Linked DNA regions of Mus musculus: region 2 is linked to region 1. The links are chromatin contacts, called in public HiChIP or PLAC-seq maps. All regions are on one chromosome and are shown on one strand. The core of a region is the stretch at or near the end of the contact, and the rest is flanking DNA. Distances in the headings are between cores, read along the strand shown. Region 1 holds the start of Smn1 (survival motor neuron 1). Region 2 overlaps Naip2 (NLR family, apoptosis inhibitory protein 2).

Region 1 (4,691 bases), core at 216-2,715:
TGGGTTCCCAGACAGCATAGACTACAACATAAAACTCTATCCCAACAAACAAACAAGCACACCAACAAACAAAAACAAAACCATGAACTACAAATTAAAATGGCTCATATCTATAATCTACAATCCCAATATCCCGGAGCTGGAGACAGTAGGGTTGCCAAGAGCTCCAGGCCAGTCTAGCATATTGAATTCCAGGCCAATTTAGGTTATGGAATGTGTCCCTGATTCAAATGGGGGCGGGAGGGGGGGCTGAGACGGGGCAATCTCCTTGAGTTTGATGCCAGCCTGGCTTACATGGAGAGTTCCAAGTCTCCTAAGGCTACCCTGTGAGACCTGTCTCAAAACAACAAAACAGCAACAAGAAAGAAGCTGCAATCAATAAGATTACCCCTGAGATTGTAAACATGACCCATCACCCTGGGCATGAAGAAGTTACCACGATGACAAATTAGCACAGGAACCTTGTGGTTTTAAGGAGAGAACCAGACCGCCAGGGCTCCCCTGAGGACAAAGGGCAAAGCTTTATTCAGAATAGGAATTGCTGGGCTGTCCCCCAAAGAAGGAAATGCAGCACTGCCCAAAGCTGCCCAGAATTCTCTTCTCCCACCCCAAGCCCCAAGCAGAAATCAGTTGCCATACCATAAGACGACCGAGGTCCTAATGTTTTAAACTTCGTTAGATGGAGTATGTTGTTTCCCAGGCTAGACTCAACTTCACATTCCTGCCTCAGGAGCTGGGACTGATCACATGCACAGTCCACCAACTTGGCTCTGATTTGCCCTCGTACTTACCAGTGTTTATCTTACTTCTACAGTCTCCCTGTAATTTAGGCTGGTCCGGAATTCACGCTGTAACCGAGGATCTTGAACTCCCGACCCTCCGGCCCCCATCTCCCAAGTGTTTGTGCATGTAATTATGCGTGCACCACCAACCCTGCCTCGGATCTGCTGTCGTATACATTTGAATGCAATGCAGTCAATAGCAACTTTCAACTACTCCGGGCAACTTTAGTTATCCCTCTCTCTCAAACTTTATCAACTGTTGTTTGCAACACTTGGTCTTTCCGGTTACAAAACTGGATCCAGAAAACCAGCATTTTAGTCTAAAGTCCCTGTGAACATCTTCATCCTGACCTAAATCTGGAGCTTTCCAATGGCTCCTATCTGGTTGCCTTGCTTCAGCCAGCCTGTCCCCGTTCCTGCACATCCCCTCACAGTCACACAGGACCAAAGCGTGGCTCACAGCCTCGCCGGCGCCCGAGCTGCACCAGGAGCCGCCTGCGGATGTGGCCCGAGCTCGCACCGCCTCGGTCTCGGGCAGCGCTCCGAGTGCTAGCGCCGAGCCGCGACCTCACCTGGCCGGTGCCACGCCGGAACAGCACCGTATCTTCCTGCTCGGAGCCCGCTCCGCCACTGCCCATCGCCATGGCCTGCTACCACGGACGCTGCCGGGCTCACTCAATGACGACTTCCGTCATGGGGCTTCTGGGACCGGAAGAGTACGGTGGCCCGGAGGCAGCCAGAGACCTCCTACACGCTTCCAACTCACTCCTCCCACATCTGTCTTTTCTCTTTCTCCCCTCCACCTGTCTTCTAGTTCTTTTTTTTTTTTTTAACCTTTCCCTCTGTTTTCTTCCAATTTATTTTCCTCCCTCCAGCCCTTTTCTTTTCATTTTTCAAGTCAGCCTCGCTATATAGCCTAGGCTGGCCTTTGCTACCTCAGCTTCCCGAGTTTGGGATGAACCTTCACAATAAGGGCATCCTGTGTTTGCTGGTTCTTGATGCACACACCAATTATTAGACGATGGGTTGGTATCGGGCCTTTTGCAGTGTTAGGTGTCTGTTTTGTAATGGGCCCAAGGTTGAGGTAAGGGGAGTCGACCATTTCCTTCATCTGGCATATCTGGTAAATTCCTGAGTCTGATTTTCCTGATAGAATTTCGATATCCCATGTGCCACCATAGTTTTGATTTATCCCAATAAATTTACAGATTGACTCAGGAATAAGCCACCTATCAGCCTGTAGAAAACAAACAAAAAACTAGATAAGTCCTGGCAGATGGTGCTATTTCTGGTGTACCCAGAGGTTTCAGTCACCTCCCTCAAGATGGAGTCAGAAGCTGCTTGTAGGGTGGAGTTTCCAGAGGCAAGCAGGTATGAGTTGGGGCCAGCCTGGTCTACATACGAAGTTCCAGGCCAGTCAGAGGTTTGCAGCGAGCCCCTGTCTCAAACTATGATGGACTCTCCCAGGGCAGGGCACAGCCTGGCAAAACCCACTGTTTTCTACAATTTAGGGGATCTTGGAATAGGGCATAGACAATAGGGCATCCCAAAAGCGCCCAGTGAGATTTGTGGGTTCTTGTGTTCCAGGATTTAACAAAATAAAATTGGACCAGGGGCACACTGATAGTGATGTGGGTGTAGATCGTTTGTTAAGAGAATGTTCCCAGCTGCGGACATGGACAGAGTATCTGGGAAACACATCCTACTGAGCTGGTAAAAGGCAGAGTGCCTTAGCTAAATTAGGGGATATTTACCCAACAGAACACTGAAACAATGTCTCAAAACCACAAAAACCTGCAATTTAAAAAAATGAGGAGGCGGTGACATCTTCGGCTCCAGAAAACCGGCCACCTTCCTGGCCAAAGCAACACAGCTTCTGGGAAAGATCCTGTTTTGGGCCTTCATCTTCAGCCAGGAGGAGGTCCAAACACCAGATAACTGTGCACCTTCCCTAAAAGAGGAGAGCTTGCCTGCAGAGACTGCTCTGACCACTGAAACTCAGAGGAGAGAGCTAGTCTCCCACGTCTGCTAGTAGAGGGTAACAAAATCAACAGAGGAACAATCTCTAAACAAAGACAACTATAACAACTAACTCCAGAGATAGCCAGATGGCGAAAGGTAAACGTAAGAATCCTACTAACAGGAACCAAGACCACTCACCATCATCAGAACCCAGCACTCCCACTTCGCCCAGTCCAGGGCATCCTAACACACCTGAAAAGGTAGACCTGGATTTAAAAGCATTTCACATGATGATGGTAGAGGACATAAAGAAGGAATTTAATAACTCACTTAAAGAAATACAGGAGAACACTGCTAAAGAGTTACAAGTCCTTAAAGAAAAACAGGAAAACACAACCAAACAGGTAGAAGTCCTTATAGAAAAACCGGAAAACACATCCAAACAGGTGATAGAAATGAACAAAACCATACTAGACCTAAAAAGGGAAGTAGACACAATAAAGAAAACCCAAAGTGAGGCAACGCTGAAGATAGAAACCCTAGGAAAGAAATCTGGAACCATAGATGCCAGCATCAGCAACAGAATACAAGAGATGGAAGAGAGAATCTCAGGTGCAGAAGATTCCATAGAGAACATCGGCACAACAATCAAAGAAAATGGAAAATGCAAAAAGATCTTAACTCAAAACATCCAGGAAATCCAGGACACAATGAGAAGACCAAACCTACGGATAATAGGAGTGGATGAGAATGAAGATTTTCAACTCAAAGGACCAGCAAACATCTTCAACAAAATTATTGAAGAAAACTTCCCAAATCTAAAGAAAGAGATGACCATGAACATACAAGAAGCCTACAGAACTCCAAATAGACTGGACCAGAAAAGAAATTCCTCCCGACACATAATAATCAGAACATCAAATGCACTAAATAAAGATAGAATACTAAAAGCAGTAAGGGAAAAAGGTCAAGTAACATATAAAGGCAACCCTATCAGAATTACACTAGATTTTTCACCAGAGACAATGAAAGCCAGAAGAGCCTGGACAGATGTTATACAGACACTAAGAGAACACAAATTCCAGCCCAGACTACTATACCCAGCCAAACTCTCAATTACCATAGATGGAGAAACCAAAGTATTCCACGACAAAACTAAATTCACCCATTATCTCTCCACGAATCCAGCCCTTCAAAGGATAATAACAGAAAAAAACCAATACAAGGACGGGAACCACGCCCTAGAAAAAACAAGAAGATAATCCCTCAACAAAACTAAAAGAAGACAGCCACAAGAACAGAACACCAACTTTAACAACAAAAATAACAGGAAGCAACAATTACTTTTCCTTAATATCTCTTAATATCAATGGTCTCAACTCCCCAATAAAAAGACATAGACTAACAGACTGGCTACACAAACAAGACCCAACATTCTGCTGCTTACAGGAAACCCATCTCAGGGAAAAAGACAGACACTACCTCAGAGTGAAAGGCTGGAAAACAATTTTCCAAGCAAATGGTCTGAAGAAACAAGCTGGAGTAGCCATTTTAATATCTGATAAAATCGACTTCCAACCCAAAGTTATCAAAAAGGACAAGGAGGGACACTTCATACTCATCAAAGATAAAATCCTCCAAGAGGAACTCTCAATTCTGAATATCTACGCTCCAAATGCAAGGGCAGCCACATTCATTAAAGACACTTTAGTAAAGCTCAAAGCACACGTTGCATCTGACACAATAAAGGTGGGAGACTTCAACACACCACTTTCATCAATGGACAGATCGTGGAAACAGAAACTAAACAGGGACACAGTGAAACTAACAGAAGTTATGAAACGAATGGACCTGACAGATATCTACAGAACATTTTATCCTAAAACAAAAGGATATACCTTCTTCTCAGCACTTCACGGGACCTTCTCCAAATTTGACCATATAATT
Region 2 (4,778 bases), core at 859-3,358, 60 kb before region 1:
GAATACTTGATTGCATAGTTTTCTAAACATTTCTAAATTCCATGAGTTCATAGTAGGTTTAAAATAATAATTTATGTCATAGGTCAATAATTTTAAGGAGTTACAGCAGAATTGTTTACATGTCTTTCCATTAGGACTAGTTCCTGACTGAACATCCCTGATCTATTTTTTAGCTCCATAAGTTCATTATAAGTTTAAAGCAATAGTGTTTGTCATAAATTGTCTGTCCTTGCACCTACAATAAATTATCTATTCCCAGTTTATGACCATTAGTTACCAGATCGTAGCCTCATTCCTGACCTAAAAAGCCTGTTTTCCTTGATTGTAAACTTGTTCCAAGCCTGTTTTCCTAGCGCAATTAGCCTGTGACACATAAAAGTTTACAGAGTCCTATTTGCAGCTTTTATTCTATAGGGAGCTAGAGATTACTTGTATAAATGTAGGGGTCTATAAAATCAGATCAAGAATTATGAAATTATCAGGTTTTTTTCTGAAATCATCAACTGGTCTAAACACTACTACTCCATGAAAGTACATCTTCATATTGATTCTGCAAGAGCTCTGTTCAACAGAGTATGTGAATACCCAGGAAATCATTAAGCAATGTAAGAGTGACAGGGAAAGGCATATCAGCAGCAAGAAGCAATCCTAGGATGAAGTCTCTGGGGACCTTGCCTCTCAGACCACACCCATTGCAGCCACGCAAGATGGTGGGCCATTTCCAGAAAACTCATTCACTTGGTAAAGCCTTTTCTAGATGGGATGTGTCACCTACTAAGCCATCTCCCCAGACCCACCTTTTAATTTTTAGTAATTGGGGGTGGGGGGGTTATGTGCATGTTAGTGCTGGTTAGAGGACACAGGTATTCTTCTCCTCCTTAGAGCTAGAGTTACTGTGGTTGCCCAAAGTAGGTGTTGGGCACTGAACTCAGGTATTCTACAAGTACATTAAGGACATTCTATCCAGGCCACCTAACAATTATTAAATGTTATTTTGTTGTCCCAATACTACAATTTTCTTTGTCAAGCAGCAGTTTCATGACTTAACCTTAACCAAGGAGTGAGTTAATCTGCACAGGAATGGAAATGATGGTTAGGAAGGTGGACACTGGACAATTGGGAGTTCAAGGCCATCTTATGATTTAAAAAAAAATGGCAAGAGAACCAAGTCCTAGATCACCTCACACCAATGCCACTGGAGACAAACAAGTGTGTTTTATTTTGGACATGCAGAATTTTTTGTTATTGATGCTTAGAAAAAGAAGTGCATTTTACTTATTTTTAATAATGTGTTTAGTGGTGTGGTTTTTATGCCTGTTGTTTTTGTTTCTGCCATATAAACATTCATTCCTTTAACTGCTTTTCAGACTTTCATTATGGAAATTACACAGAAAACAGAGGAAGTATAATGCACACCTCTGTGAAGCTGCTCTAATCGTATTTTGTCTATCTCTTTCCCACCATCCCTGTGGAACAGTAATGATTGGGCTATGTCAAAGTAAATTCCAGCTAACACATGGTTCCATCTGTCATCCATTTAGCATATAGCTTTAAATCATGACTTTAAAAAAAAGAGCCACAGTATTGTTATGTCTCCTAAATGAGAAGACTATTAATGTCTAATACCATAAAATATTATCACCATATTCAAATGTCCTTCTCCCTCCATCTCTTATGATGCTTACATTGATTTAGAGAGAGACAGAGACAGAGACAGAGAGAGAGACAGAGAGAGAGAGAGAGAGAGAGAGAGAGAGAGAGTGAGTTCCACCCTCTACTTACTGTGAATCGATCTTTTTGATTCTATTGCATATTTTCTTCAAGAAAAGAACAGCAGGGTATAATATTATATACCTATAGTGCAGGCTCCTGTTGCAGCTGAGGTGGGAGGATTGCTTGAGATCAAGACTTTGACATCACCATCACAACACAGGAAGACCCTGTCTTGAAATAAAAATTAAAATAATAATAAGGTCTGTCCTACTTTGCTTTCTCTTGCTGTGAAAAACACCATGACCAAAAGCAATCTGAGGAGGAAAGAGTAGATTTGGCTTACACAAACAGATTACAACCTGCCGCCGAGGGATGTCAGGGCAGGAACATAAGTAAGAACAAACGGAAACTATGACGGAACACTGCCTGTTGCCTTGCTCCCAGGCTCATGTCCACCTATCTCTCTTATGCCTCCCAAGACAACCTTCTCAGAAGTGGAACCCCCTGTAGTGGACTAGGCCCACCCACATAAATCATTAATCAAGAAAATGACCCACAGACTCACCTACAGGCCAATCTAATGGCCTTATTTTCTCAGATTAAGTTCCTTCTTCCTAGATGACTCTAGCTTATGTCAAATTGACAAAAAAGCAAAAACAAACAAAAATAGCCAGCACAAGGTTTGGTGCTTAAATAATGATGCACTTTATCATTAGAATGTTTTAAAGTTTTTAAACAGTATTAATCCTTATGAGTAAGACTTCAGGAAAATCTGACAGTTTTATTGAAGTACCAAATTCAACAATTTGATGGGTTTTTAGTGAATATTTATTGTGATATAGATAATCTTCACTGAAATATTGGGGTTATTTTTCATCAATATTGATATTGCCAATATTAGGGATAAATTTTAAACATATTTTTAACCCTAGATGTGAATTTCTTCAAAGTAAGAAGTCCCCAGAGGAAATTACCCAATATGTACAAAGCTATGAAGGATTTCTTCATGTAACGGTAATCTACAACAGACAACTATGTCTAATAGTGTATGTTCTTTACCTAATAACGTCTGAATTGTCAGGGTGAGGTTTTCTGATGGATTCTGTGTCTTTCTCCCTTTCTTTTCTCATTCTCCTGCCTCTTGTCTGCAGAGAGGAAAACAAATCCTGTTATCCTGTTAAGCTGGAACCACTTAACTTGGTTTTCAAGCTGGCTGTGTGTGGCTTCTGCTTGAGGCCACTCCCCTAGCATCTTTCTGTAGCCTCTACCTGGATGTCACACTCAGTCCTCTGTGGTACCTGACAGAGGCAGGGCACTCAGGATGCCTCCTGCAGCTGGGCATTTAGACTCAAACTAGTGAGGGCAGTTGGGAAACACAACCCAAACTGAAGCCAAAGGAGATGTATTTGCTGATGACTCAGAAGCAGCATCTGCAGACAGCATGGGTTGAAAGTCTGGGTGCAGTTCTCTCAGAGGGAGAGTTGCTCAATTGGAGAGGCCCTTCTGATGTGAGCCCTCTTCCCATGTCTCAGTTCCTCATGAGTCAAATGCATCTGTGTGTGTAACTGCAGTTCTCTTGTTGAGCTGGGTGTCTGGTAAGAGTGACCCTGAGAAAGTTTCCATTTCACTGATGTTTGGAACTGCATAAAATCCCCCAAATCAATAAAACTCAAACCAAAATTAAAGGACTGATTTGCCCAAATTCTGCTGCTCTAATGAAACTTGGCTTTAGTGGAGAAACGTCTTCAGTTGCAGCTCAGAGATGAATTATATTTTATAAGTTAATCAGTCAGTAACCAAATTTCTTTCCTCAGGGAGAACATTTTGTGAATTCCTGGGTCAGAAGAGAATTACCTATGGTATCAGGTAAAACCTCAGACACATTCCAAACACTTTGCTTATTTCTCTCTTGTGTTCTCTGTGTCTCTGTCTCTGTCTGTCTGTCTGTCTGTCTGTCTCTCTCTCTCTCTCTCTCTCTCTCTCTCTCTCTCTCTCTCTCTCTGTGTGTGTGTGTGTGTGTGTGTGTGTGTGTGTGTGTGTGAGTATGAGTGTGCATGATCACACACACACCACATGTATATAGATGCTTTTGGAAGCCAGACAAGATCATTCGGTCCCTTGGAGGTGGAGTTACAGACATTTGTGAACTGTCTGATGTGGATGCTGGGAACTAAACTCAGGATCTCTGGAAGAGTAGACAGTGCTTTTAACTACTGAGCCATCTCTCCAGCCCTTCTTTAAAACTTATCTTCATAAGTGATTTCTCTATTATGGAATGATTTTGGGTTTGTTTCTGTTGTTACTTTATGAGCAGGAGAGATGGTTCAGTGGTTAATGCACTTTGCTGCTCTTGGAAAGGACTCAGCTTCAGTTCCCAGCACCCTCTGGCAACTCACAACTCCGAAAATCCAGTTCTAGAGGATCCAGTGTCTTCCTCTGACCTCCATGGCCACTGCACATGTGTGGTGCAGGCAACCATGCAGACAAAAATAAAGAAAAATTTAAAAGTAAATGTAAAAATTATAGACTCAATTATTTACTTACTATTGTATGTGGATGCCCATGGGTCCCATGTGTAAAGGTGCAGAAGTCAGAGGACAACTTATATGGACTTGGTTCTCTCCTTCTACCATGAGAGAATTAATTTAGAGGTTATTAGGTTTAGTGGCAAGCTTCTGTACCAAGGATCCATTCATTAAGTGACTTAGTTTTTAGTGTAGATATGCATAACTAAGTGTGTAGTGTTGGTACTGTAACAGATGCTTCCCTTCAAACAACTAAAATAGTGGATAAAATGTTTTGGAAGCAAGTTTTAGTGTTTCTTCTATCCCAGACTGGCCTCACACTCAAATGAGCCTTGAACTTTTGGTCCTCCTGCTGAGTGCTGAGATGGAGGTTCTCAGGTGCTGGGGATGGAACCAAGGAGATTAGGAGAGCATGCTACCTATGAGCTACATCCCCAGTTCCCCAAAGCATACTAGAATGGCTTGATGGTTAGAATGGTTAAGATCATCATTAAGCTGGGGGATGTTCACAATTAAATGCAGTGACAGGTCTGAGGATAT

The links. HiChIP or PLAC-seq counts read pairs in DNA pulled down with a chosen protein or histone mark.
Region 2: a contact with region 1 is called in an H3K4me3 HiChIP or PLAC-seq map of bone marrow-derived macrophages, with 4 times the contacts expected there. The contact joins the enhancer-like site here to the promoter of Smn1 in region 1. A contact is called at or near these places in 2 of 39 promoter capture datasets (macrophages and stem cell-derived epiblast-like cells), 3 of 484 Hi-C or Micro-C datasets (embryonic stem cells, myeloid progenitors and neutrophils), 2 of 115 datasets of contacts at active chromatin or transcription factors (bone marrow-derived dendritic cells and bone marrow-derived macrophages) and 3 of 9 other capture datasets (adipose tissue, liver and pancreatic islet).

Annotation. Positions count from the first base shown.
Region 1 is chr13:100,121,629-100,126,319 of GRCm38.p6, reverse strand. Smn1 (survival motor neuron 1) reads right to left here and starts at 1,465. Exons shown (of 9, transcript NM_011420.2): 1 at 1,355-1,465. The coding sequence starts at 1,426.
Region 2 is chr13:100,181,706-100,186,483 of GRCm38.p6, reverse strand. Naip2 (NLR family, apoptosis inhibitory protein 2) reads left to right here. Exons shown (of 16, transcript NM_001126182.2): 5 at 2,646-2,727; 6 at 3,528-3,579. Among named protein-coding and RNA genes, the nearest start is that of Naip2, 18 kb to the left of the region's middle. Within about 2 kb of position 2,108, at least 35 of the 459 cell types and tissues checked have an H3K27ac peak or open chromatin away from gene starts, as enhancers often do. A contact at or near this core is called in bone marrow-derived dendritic cells, bone marrow-derived macrophages, macrophages and 2 more, where this site is marked.